Regions from separate parts of the Mus musculus genome. Here region 1 is linked to region 2. A link is a contact called in public HiChIP or PLAC-seq data. All regions are on one chromosome and are shown on one strand. Each heading gives the region's core, a stretch centred on a gene start, on an enhancer-like site or on the middle of the called end of the contact. The rest is flanking DNA. Distances are from core to core; before and after follow the strand shown.

Region 1 (5,268 bases), core at 1,757-4,256, 240 kb before region 2:
TCTCCTTCCAACTCTTTCTGTGTCCCCTAATTTGTGACCTATTCTTTATTACTGTTACCTATACATACATACATCACACACACACATACACACACACACACATGCATATCCTATTGAGTCCATTTACAGTTGCTCAGTTGTCCATGAATTTGTTCTGACCAATTAGAATCCCATAACCTATCAAGAAGCTTGTGCTTGTAAAGATTCATATTCTCTCTCTCTCTCTCTCTCTCTCTCTCTCTCTCTCTCTCTCTCTCTCTCTCTCTCTCCCTCCCTCCCTCCCTCTTTCCCTCCGTTCCTCCCTCTCTCTTTCTGTCTCTCTCTCTCCCCCTCTCTTTGTCTCTCCATTGAATGCCTAAATCGCTTTATCTAGGGGTGAGAAAGGGCCCACTCTTACTGCCACTACTTTGGAGATTACCTGTAGCATGGAGGATGCAAGCCATCTGCCCACACTCTACTTTCTTTCTATTCTTCCATGCTTTATCCTGGCAACACCACTCATCAATCAGTTCAATGTCACCTTAGCTTTGACGTCTCAGAGGTAGCACCATCTTCCTTTGTGCTCATAGTGTACATGTGCAGAGCACTGCTGGCTACTGCTGTGCAGCCCAGATACCTTTAAACTGTTCTGGAAAGAATGAACGGTCCTGACAGGAGCACCTTCCCCCTACTCCACTTGTTTTCTTGGCTGATTTTCCATTTTCCTTGGCTTCTTAATTTTCCTTCCCTTTTCCATCCCCATCTAACAGGGTCTGTGGGATGGGAAGCCTGCGGAGAAACCAGTTGCTATGCCTGTCCCTACCGGAATGTCTTCTTCACACTTGACTGGCTGCATCTGCCTGGGGCCTAGTTTCTGACAGCTGTTTAATAAACCACATCAGCGGTGCACCAGCTTAAGACAGAATGAAAGAGAGTGCCTCACATTCCATTTCTACTTGCTGATAACCATCATTTACCTTTTAATATAGCAGTATTTCCCCACCTCACTCCCCACAAACAGCTGCCTTCTTCCTTTTGGTGTAGTGAAAGAGCCCTTGCTTGGGGCTGGGGCTTTGCAGGCCCAGCATGTGTTCACCTGTATCAGCTAATGGCTGCTCAAGCACTTCAGACATCTGAGGAATCTCCCCTTCCCTCCCCTTCCTCCAAATGCTTTGTAAAATTCTTTGCTTGGCAGAGAAAAGGCCACATCACACAGCTGCTTCTGCCCTGCTGGTCCCCATTCTATTGTAAGGTCCCTATTCTATTGTAAGGTGTATTACAGTTGAGTGTGGTGGTGGTTATCTTTTAAAAGGCCTTACATATTCCATCTCATTGAATAACAGATACCAGAAGAGGAAGGGGAAGGAGAAAGAGGCTGTGGAATGCTACAAAGGGCAGACTGAGATGAGTCTGTATATACCCTATCCTCCCAAGAAAAAGGATGCATCTCCTATTACAATAGAGGAGATGGGAAACCATTTCAAACCATGGTATTACTCCCCAAACCTTCCATTTTATCTCAGCACTTAGAAGCAACTTTACTGTCTCTCTGGGGTGGGGTTGATAAAGCTGACTCTCTCCTATGCAGCTCTGAGAAGTCTCCCTCCACCATCTATCATTTAACAGCTCAAAACTGAAGTAGACAGGACAGAGCACCAGATTGCTGTGGAAGCCCTGCTCCAGTCGAGGGCTGGCCTCTCATCCAACCAGATTGAAATTAGGTTTCAAAACTACCCGTGAGAAAGAAAGATGAGATGGAAAGTCGCTGATGCAACTGAAAATGCTGTGGTGATAGCTGACAAGGGAGAGAGTGGGGTAAACGGGGCTGCTCAGAACACTTAAATCGTCCCACTCCACATGCCTGTGGCTCCCTGGTTTCCCCCAACTCTGTTTTATTAACTTTCCTTCTTTTATGACTACTTTAATAAACCTAGCTATTTTCTTCCCTGTGCAGGGAAGATCATAAACTCCCCTGCTTTAAAAAAATACAAATAAATAGCTCAGTGTCCTGAGCTCACCCAGAAGGAGTAAGTAGGACATAGGAGTGTGTTCAATAGCTACATCTAAGAGCTCCTTTTGAGAGTTTGCCAGGCGCAAGGATCTCATCTGGAATCCAGCAGAAGCCTACAAAGGAGGGCGAGCTTTTGTGGACTTTAGTGGGAGGCTAATCCTTTAGGCCTGCTCATTTAAGTTGTTTATGTCTAGTGAATTATCCCCTAATCCCTGCCCTTTGCCTGAGGCCAAGAAAGTTCTGCCTGTCTCTATGTAGAGTAAGGGCTAAGTCTCCTCTAAAAACTGAGCATCTAGTCTGACCCCTTAGGTACCTAGACACCATAGGATCTTTTGGGAGAAGTTAGGAGAATTCTGTCTGTCTGTCTGTCTGTCTGCCTGCTGTCTGTCTGTCTGCTGTCTCCTCCTCCTCCTCCTCCTCCTCCTCCTCCTCCTCCTTCCTCTCTCTCTCTCTCTCTCTTTCTATTTCCCTTTATCCCCTAACCCACACATACTCAAGCTATCATCCTTGGCTATACTTTAAAAATCAACCCACTTTTAGTGTTTGCTTGATACCTTGTATTTGGCCTAAGCCACCCTTATGGATCCCTAGCATTATGCCAGTAAGTAATGTGTATCTGCTTTCTTCTTGCCCTTAACCCCACTCCATTCTCTGGTTGTTTTTGAAAGCAAAAAAGTGCTGGGAAGGTATTCACTTATGTCCTGTATGTTACAGCTTACTCAGTGTGACTGGCTTTGTGGGCCCTGTGACTCAGCAATTCCTTGGGAATAATGGATTGTACCTACCTCATTGGTTCTTGCCTGTGCTTATACCTGAAAAACTCTGGAAATCTCATTTTTATTCACACACACCTTTCTCAAGAGTCCCTTGATTATTTTTCCTGGATCATCTCATTCTAATCTGAGTAGGGGAAAAATAAGGAAAAACAAACCTTCCGGCACCCCATTGATCTTTACTGTCACAGTACTTGCCCCACCCAGCTAAGCATACACATTTCCCCTGTCTTTGCCAATCTGTGCTTTACTTAGGGGTAGACTTTCGACTTGAGCTAATGGCTGTTTCCTCCTGGTTAGAGCAGAGCATAGTACAAAACAGGTACTTCATAAATACTTAGGTTCAGTCCATTCTGGGATCAAAATTTAGAGGTAAATTCTGCATTAGGGTTGTAGGCAGGTTCCCAAGGTGGTGCTAGACCCCGTTCCTCCTCTGATGTAGATTTATGGTGACTTTGGAGGGCAGTTTCAGGACTACTAGTCAACCACTGGCCATGACCCTCTTCTCCAAGTTTTGAAAGGAAATTTAACCAACTAGATCCCAATCACTTATGCTCAGTGGGAGCACATGTGGGTGGTAAGAGAGAAACCTTCCCTAGGCAGCATCATTCCAGAGCAGAGCAGAGCAGAGCAGAGCAGAGCAGAGCAGAGCAGAGCAGAGCAGAGCAGAGCAGAGCAGAGCAGAGCAGAGCAGAGCAGAGCAGAGCAGAGCAGAGCAGACAGAAGCTGGCAACTCAGACCTAACACAGTGGCCTCTCTCTGTCCCTTTATTTCCATGATAGGCACCACAGAAGTCCCTAGAGTGGCCTAGCTAAAAGAAGTGAGGGTTGGGCAGCTGCTGAGGGATCTGATAAGCTCCCCAGAAAGGGCCTTGGGGTTGGGATTGTAGTGGAATCCTGGTAGGCTGACTGGGTTACCAGGCATTGACTATCTTCCATGAGCACTTCTATGATCTGACTCACACTGTCTTTCTCTTGTACCCACGGCAGTCATGCAACCCTCCCTAAGAAGGTTCAATAGATACAAATGTACAGTGGTTTTCCTGGGTGAGGATGGAATAAGAGAGAATAAGGGAGTCAAACTGGTCAAATGCCCGATTTCAATCCAAGACCTCCATCTGTGGTCTAGCTTGGTGTGCCAGAGCTCCACACTGGGCACAAGAGTTTCTAAAACAGACCAGTAACAACAGAACTGATAAGCAGCTGTGAGAGCATTCAGTAACCAGGTGGGCAGTCCACATGTACATGTGGTCTAGTAGTGACAACTGGTAACAGAAATCTCAGTGCAAGAAACCAGCAGAATCCAAAAGGTGAGTGAAGGTAGGAACTTAGAATCCCGGCTCAGCAAGATTCTCTTTTCTCTCTTGTAGGGACAATGGTACAGGGATTATTGAAGGAACTGAAGATGCTTGGAGAGGCATGTATCTCTTGACTGAGCTTAGAACAGGTTAAATGGAGAATTAGTTTAATAATTTAGAACATGGTACCTAATTCAGCTGGACCTATCTCAGGACCCTCTTTTTTTTTTTTCCTGCTTAAGGAATTTATTAAGGGTATTTACTGCATAGGGGGCTGGTGATTACGTTTTCATCCTGGCTCAGTTCTGTTTCTTCAGGCCAAACACAGGCACTAAGCCCACAGCCACTCACCCTGTCTGTGGTGCTAGAAACTGGAACTAACAATTTAGAAAGTGTCTGTCATCATTCATCTCTTCTGATATTAAAAATGGAGTATTCTGATACCGTCAGCAGGTTTCAGCCAGCTCACTAGCGCATCATGGTTTATAGAACTTTCACACACCTCTCTTCTCCTTGGCAGTGGAGCCAAAACAGAATTACTTAAAATGAATCCCAAATATGATCTACTGGCCCTTTCTTTCCAGTCTGTTACCTGTTTTCTGTGTCTTGTCTGGGTAGTGTCTCCTACCCCAAGGCATTCTTTACAGTTAACTGATGATAGAAAGATGATTGGTTAGAAGGCAGAGATGGGTAGGGGGAGGGTAAACAGAGCTCAGTATCCCCAGCTAAGAAAAGATGGCTACAGAGTGAGGAGCCACTGTTGAACTATCTCAGGCCAGCCTTGCTTTGGGGGGATAATCTCTGGCACAGTTGCTTTGGTTGCACTCAGCTCCTTGGTGGGCACCTGCTCCTGGAGAACCAGGAAAGCCACCTTCATCATGGCCTTCTGAGAATCTTGGCATGGAAGGAGGGATGCTATGCTGGCTCATGTTAACTGATGGTGTCAGGAGGCTGGACCATGCCAGGAAAGCCTGCAGCAGACTGAAGGAAATTTACAGCTTGTTTCCAGGTCTGCTGGGAGGTCTAAAGAGATCGAAGTCACACTGTCCTGGTGAGAGATATGGTATAGGCAGAGCTTCATTGAAGTCCTAGAGCAGGTATGGCTCATTTTTTAGTCCAAATGAGTCTTAATAAAAGCAGCTGTGGTAGTTTGAATAGGAATAATCCCATAGACTCATGTGTTTGAATGCTTGGCCCTATATGGAGTG
Region 2 (4,851 bases), core at 860-3,359:
TGAAACTAGCAAGACTTGATGCTTGCCAATTTTGAGTCTCATTCTTTCCTCTCCTAAAGATTTATTGGAACTTGCTTTATGTCAATCAGTTAGGTAAGCTCTTATGTACCCAGACAAGATAAGACACGTCTCTGCCTATGACAGTAGGTTTCACTGAAGGGAATGAGAGCTACAGAAAAGTAGGCATGAGATAGTTACAAATGTGGTCCTAAGAGAATGGGGTTAATGAACTTCACACTGAGGTGACATTTGACCCAGACACTGAAGAATGGCTGTGGTTATGTCATTAGATAATGAGCAACAGAACATTCTAGACAGAGAAAAGCTTGAAAAAACAAATAGGGTGACAGAAACCAGTAAATATAAAGGCATACAAAGATAAGAGGTAGACTTAAAGGGGTTGTTCCTGCCCAGAAATAAGAAGTCCCTGGAAGCAAGACTCAGGAATTCATAAGTGAAAGGGCCATTAGCATCTTGGGCAGTGAGAGAACATGATTAGACTGGCATTTTAGAAATACAGCTTAAGCCAGGCAGTGGTGGTGCATGCCTTTAATCCCAGCACTCGGGAGGCAGAGGCAGGTGGATTTCTGAGTTTGAGGCCAGCCTGGTCTACAAAGTGAGTTCCAGGACAGCCAGGACTATATAGAGAAACCCTATCTCGACCCTACCCCCACCCCCAAAAAGAAATACAGCTTAGTGTTGGTTACCCTATGGGACTCATGTGACCTAGGCAAGATCTTTCTGCATTCAAAAATGATCTCATGAATTAATAAATTGTAGTAAATTAGAATACTTGACGACCCCAGCCCTGCTGAGGTCAATGACTTTAGAACACTATGACAGAGTAACACGTGTGCTGGTTTTATTTTTGCTGGGTTGCAGGCAGGGCCTGTGGATTGTGGGTAGAGTTTGCTGCCTTACTTGATCAGTTGTGGAATAAAGTCTTCATAGACTGGAGAAGTCTATGAGCATACTAAACACAAAGACAAAAACTGGAAGCTCTTATCCAGAAGGAAAGCATTCTCTTCTGCCTACATTGAACTTTTGTAAACTGCCTGATCTTTGCCCAGCCTGCCTTTCTTACCTGTGAGGGGTATGGAGCTGCTATTTGGAATCTGTCAAAGCTGTAGCGAATATGGAGGGCAGCATAGCAAGGTCAGGGAGAAAGAATCTAACATTTGACAGAGGCTGACCCCCGAGTATAGAGCAAATCATTTGGCTACTAGCTCAGAATGCATTTTAAAAATACAACAAATACAGGTTTGGGGGAGTAAAATATAATGGTCATCGACTCACTTCTGTTAATGTTTGCAGAAACGGGTATCACACCTGTCGGTAAAATGTATGCTGAAAAGGTGCTGAAGAGATTATTAGCACACCAAGAATTTTCACACCCAGACTGGAGATTGGGAAAGGAGAAGTAACAAGATTTAGGGAGGAAATTTGGAATAAGAGGCTGAGTGAGACAAGATCAAAGATGTTTTGTGAACACAAGTAAGTCACACAGAACCAGCGGGAAACTATTCCCAGTGATATTTGGGGATATTTGTTTGTGATTATCCTATCTTTTAAAGAAAGATTTCCTATTCACAGCTGCCACCATTTTATTAGGATACCCCAAAACTTGAAACTTCCTGATATCTGAATTAGTCTTTTTCTGATTACACACACACACACACACACTCCCCAAGTCTTGCGATTTACTTGACTTAGCTCCCAGTTTTAAATGCTCAGGCATGATGTCAAAATTAGTTTAGCGTGACCTCAAGGCATGGAAAAAAACAAAACAAAACAAAACAAAACAAACAAACAAAAAAAAAAAAACCCCAGAAAGGTAAAGAGTGTCTACAGTGTATCCTGAAGACAGCCTTCACAATGACCTAAAGGCTTCCCACTAGATCCTACTTCTTAAAGATACTCCCATCCCTTTAGCACTGCCTTGCAGGGAAACAAGTTCCCAACACATACAAGTTTGGGAAGAGTGAAATCTGATCCAAACCACAGAAAAGACAACATCTTAGCCAAGTTTACTCCACTGTTGCCAGCTGGTCTCCCTGACCTGGTTTTATACTCTTTGCCCTGTGTTGCTCCTGCTTTGGTATGAAATATGTCTGACTCATCATATCACGGGGCACTTGGGAATTCAGGCCTCCATGCGTGTCACTGTTGAGATGTGTCAATATAAACAAAAGAATAGGAATAGCCAAGAGCTAATAAAATGATTTTTTGGTTCTCTAATGATAGCAATTAAGTCAGAAGGATTGCTTCAAAGCACCTTAAAATTCCTAAAGGACGGGGGCTGGTGAAATGGCTCAGTGGGTAAGAGTACCCGACTGCTCTTCCGAAGGTCCGAAGTTCAAATCCCAGCAACCACATGGTGGCTCACAACCATCCGTAACAAGATCTGACACCCTCTTCTGGAGTGTCTGAAGACAGCTACAGTGTACTTACATATAATAAATAAAAAAAAAAAAAATTCCTAAAGGACAAAATTGCTCTGCCCCAAAGGCTGTGAAGTAAGATGAGCAGTTGCCTAACTTTGAAAAACATGCTACTCGCATTAGGAAACACTAGTCTTCCTTCTTCCTGCTGCCCTTGGAGTCAAGGAAAGGACACTTTGCTTGCTGAGGAAAATACTAAGCAGGTGAAACAGGTGATCCAGCAGGTCTTCCACAGTGGTAACTATACATCATCTAAATTTTCTAGAGCAGTAAAGTAGACTAACGGAAGATAAAGGGGTAAGGGAGAGTAATGGGCTATGTCAAGATATGCTCAAAATCTATTATATACTTGTATGTAACCCAATATAATACACAGTGACAAATAGAGCAGCGTGGTTAAAGGGCATGTTGTCTAACCTTCTGTGATACCTGGGTCTCTGTCTGTGGCTTCTTACTCATGTTACTGTACTATGTGCAAGTCTGGAAGACACAGAGTGCATATCAGTGCACACACTGCTAGTGGTGTTTGATGTCTGCCACTTTAGGAACCAGGAAATAGCCATGCAATGATCGTCAATTAATTTCTTTAAATCACTTTTTATCAGCAGACGAATCTTTGCAGGTCTATAAACTGCTACCACTTTAGGCAAAGGTAGTTCTAATTCTCCATTATTTTGCTGTAATAGACCTAGTGATAGCATTTACCCTACCAAGGGGCACCTTTTCTGCAGCCTAGCTCTGCACATGGAGAAATAGGCATTATAAAGCCACTCTGATCTGGCTCTGCTCTGTCCATCCATATATAGAGCCTTTGGTGCATTTAAATTGCTTTTTGCAGCAGTTGAAGGGATCAATAGCTCTTAGACTCTTTAAGGAACGAATAATATACAAGATGGACATTTTAAGCTCTTTAGAAAATATATTCATGAGGTCATCCTGTTTCCCTTGGTACCCAACTTTGCTAGTGACATTTATTAATGTTTTTGCAGCAAACAGGAGGTGGAGTCCTCTAAAGGCTCTCGTCTCTGTTCTTCCAGAAAATATTGATTTTATTACAAGAATTGGGGGTTGGGCAGTGTTAGAAAAAAATAGATGCTCAAAGAAAAAAAAAGAAATCTTACAAAGGATAACTTAGCTCAAAGCTGGCTTGACAAAGTAACATTCTCTAAATTGCTTTGTACCACTTGATAGAGACAATTTCTTCTGATTTTCCCTTTGAACAATTTCATACCCTTTATGAGAACTTGCTTTAAGAATGTTATGTTCCTAATGGTAATACAGGACTTTCCACTGAATCTTTGTATTGGCGAGAGAGGACAGCTTCACACCGCCACAGACTTGGAAAGCATTTGAAATTCCAATTAATTAGGGTTAATTAACTACATGTTTGGTAAAACCACTCTGAGATGCCAGACCGGGGGGAAAATAACTGCTACTTGATAGCTGCTTTAAAGAAAAGGCTGGAAACCATGAGAAAGCTCAGTCTGACTCACAGAAGTCTGGGTGTATTGGGGTGTGTGATTAAGTTGGAAAGAAATCAAGTACTGGGATGACTTTCCTCCAAAAGGGGGAGGTGATTAATTCTGTGGACACTCTTTCATTAAACTGATATCTCATAAGACTTCAGACAATAGAAATGTGGCTGGGTGCGTAGGGCCTGACTGGTTAGAGGTGAGGTCCTTGGGTACCCATGTGCCCATACATATTGGAGACAGAGGTCCCAGGTGCTCTAAGGCACTAAAAGACCACAGTAGCAAAGGCAAGCCCTGCTCCCTTTCCCATGCCTCTGACAGACCTGAGCTGATACTGTAACATGTGGCTCATAGCCCCAAAAGGGTATTATCCAGTCCTCAAAGCACTTTTGTCAATGGATGGTACTATTTAGGAACACTTGGAGATGAATTAATTTTTTAATGAAAATTCAGTTACTGAGATTTTGTTGAAAAAACATTTCCATTTGATACTAGTCAGCCCTTGGGAGTCTGCAGGAGCCCTCTCCAGGCCCACTATCCCTCCTGCAGACGTTGATTTTCTTACTATTTTCGTAAACTCACATTCAGAATAACATACCTGTGTGCAGTGTACCAACAAGGCTAAATGAACGGGTGTCTAAACATTGGGTAGCCCCTTGTCGTAATGTATGGACCAGCTTTTGCTGCCCACCATCGTCCTCTTGCTCTTCTTTCTGACAGTGTGTCCAGACTATTGGAGGACCTCTTTGTCTTCAAGGTTTCCCAGTCTCACTAAATTACTTTGAAACCCCCAACTGTTATGAATAATAACACATTATCTAACAGCCTCTGTTGCTCTACCATAAAGTCTCTAACTAGGTACACAAGATAACAATCCCCACTCTTGTGTCCTACAATGGCCAGGAAAGAGAAGCCTGAGTACTGTTGCTTAGAAACCA

The links. HiChIP or PLAC-seq counts read pairs in DNA pulled down with a chosen protein or histone mark.
Region 1: an HNF4G HiChIP or PLAC-seq map of pancreatic cancer cells shows a contact between it and region 2. The contact joins two enhancer-like sites. A contact is called at or near these places in 5 of 484 Hi-C or Micro-C datasets (myocytes and uterus) and 1 of 115 datasets of contacts at active chromatin or transcription factors (pancreatic cancer cells).

What each region holds. Positions count from the first base shown.
Region 1 is chr1:194,105,204-194,110,471 of GRCm38.p6, reverse strand. No RefSeq gene overlaps it. Among named protein-coding and RNA genes, the nearest start is that of 4930503O07Rik, 110 kb to the left of the region's middle. Within about 2 kb of position 3,006, at least 18 of the 459 cell types and tissues checked have an H3K27ac peak or open chromatin away from gene starts, as enhancers often do. A contact at or near this core is called in pancreatic cancer cells, where this site is marked.
Region 2 is chr1:193,868,164-193,873,014 of GRCm38.p6, reverse strand. No RefSeq gene overlaps it. Among named protein-coding and RNA genes, the nearest start is that of Gm31870, 220 kb to the right of the region's middle. Within about 2 kb of position 2,109, at least 27 of the 459 cell types and tissues checked have an H3K27ac peak or open chromatin away from gene starts, as enhancers often do. A contact at or near this core is called in pancreatic cancer cells, where this site is marked.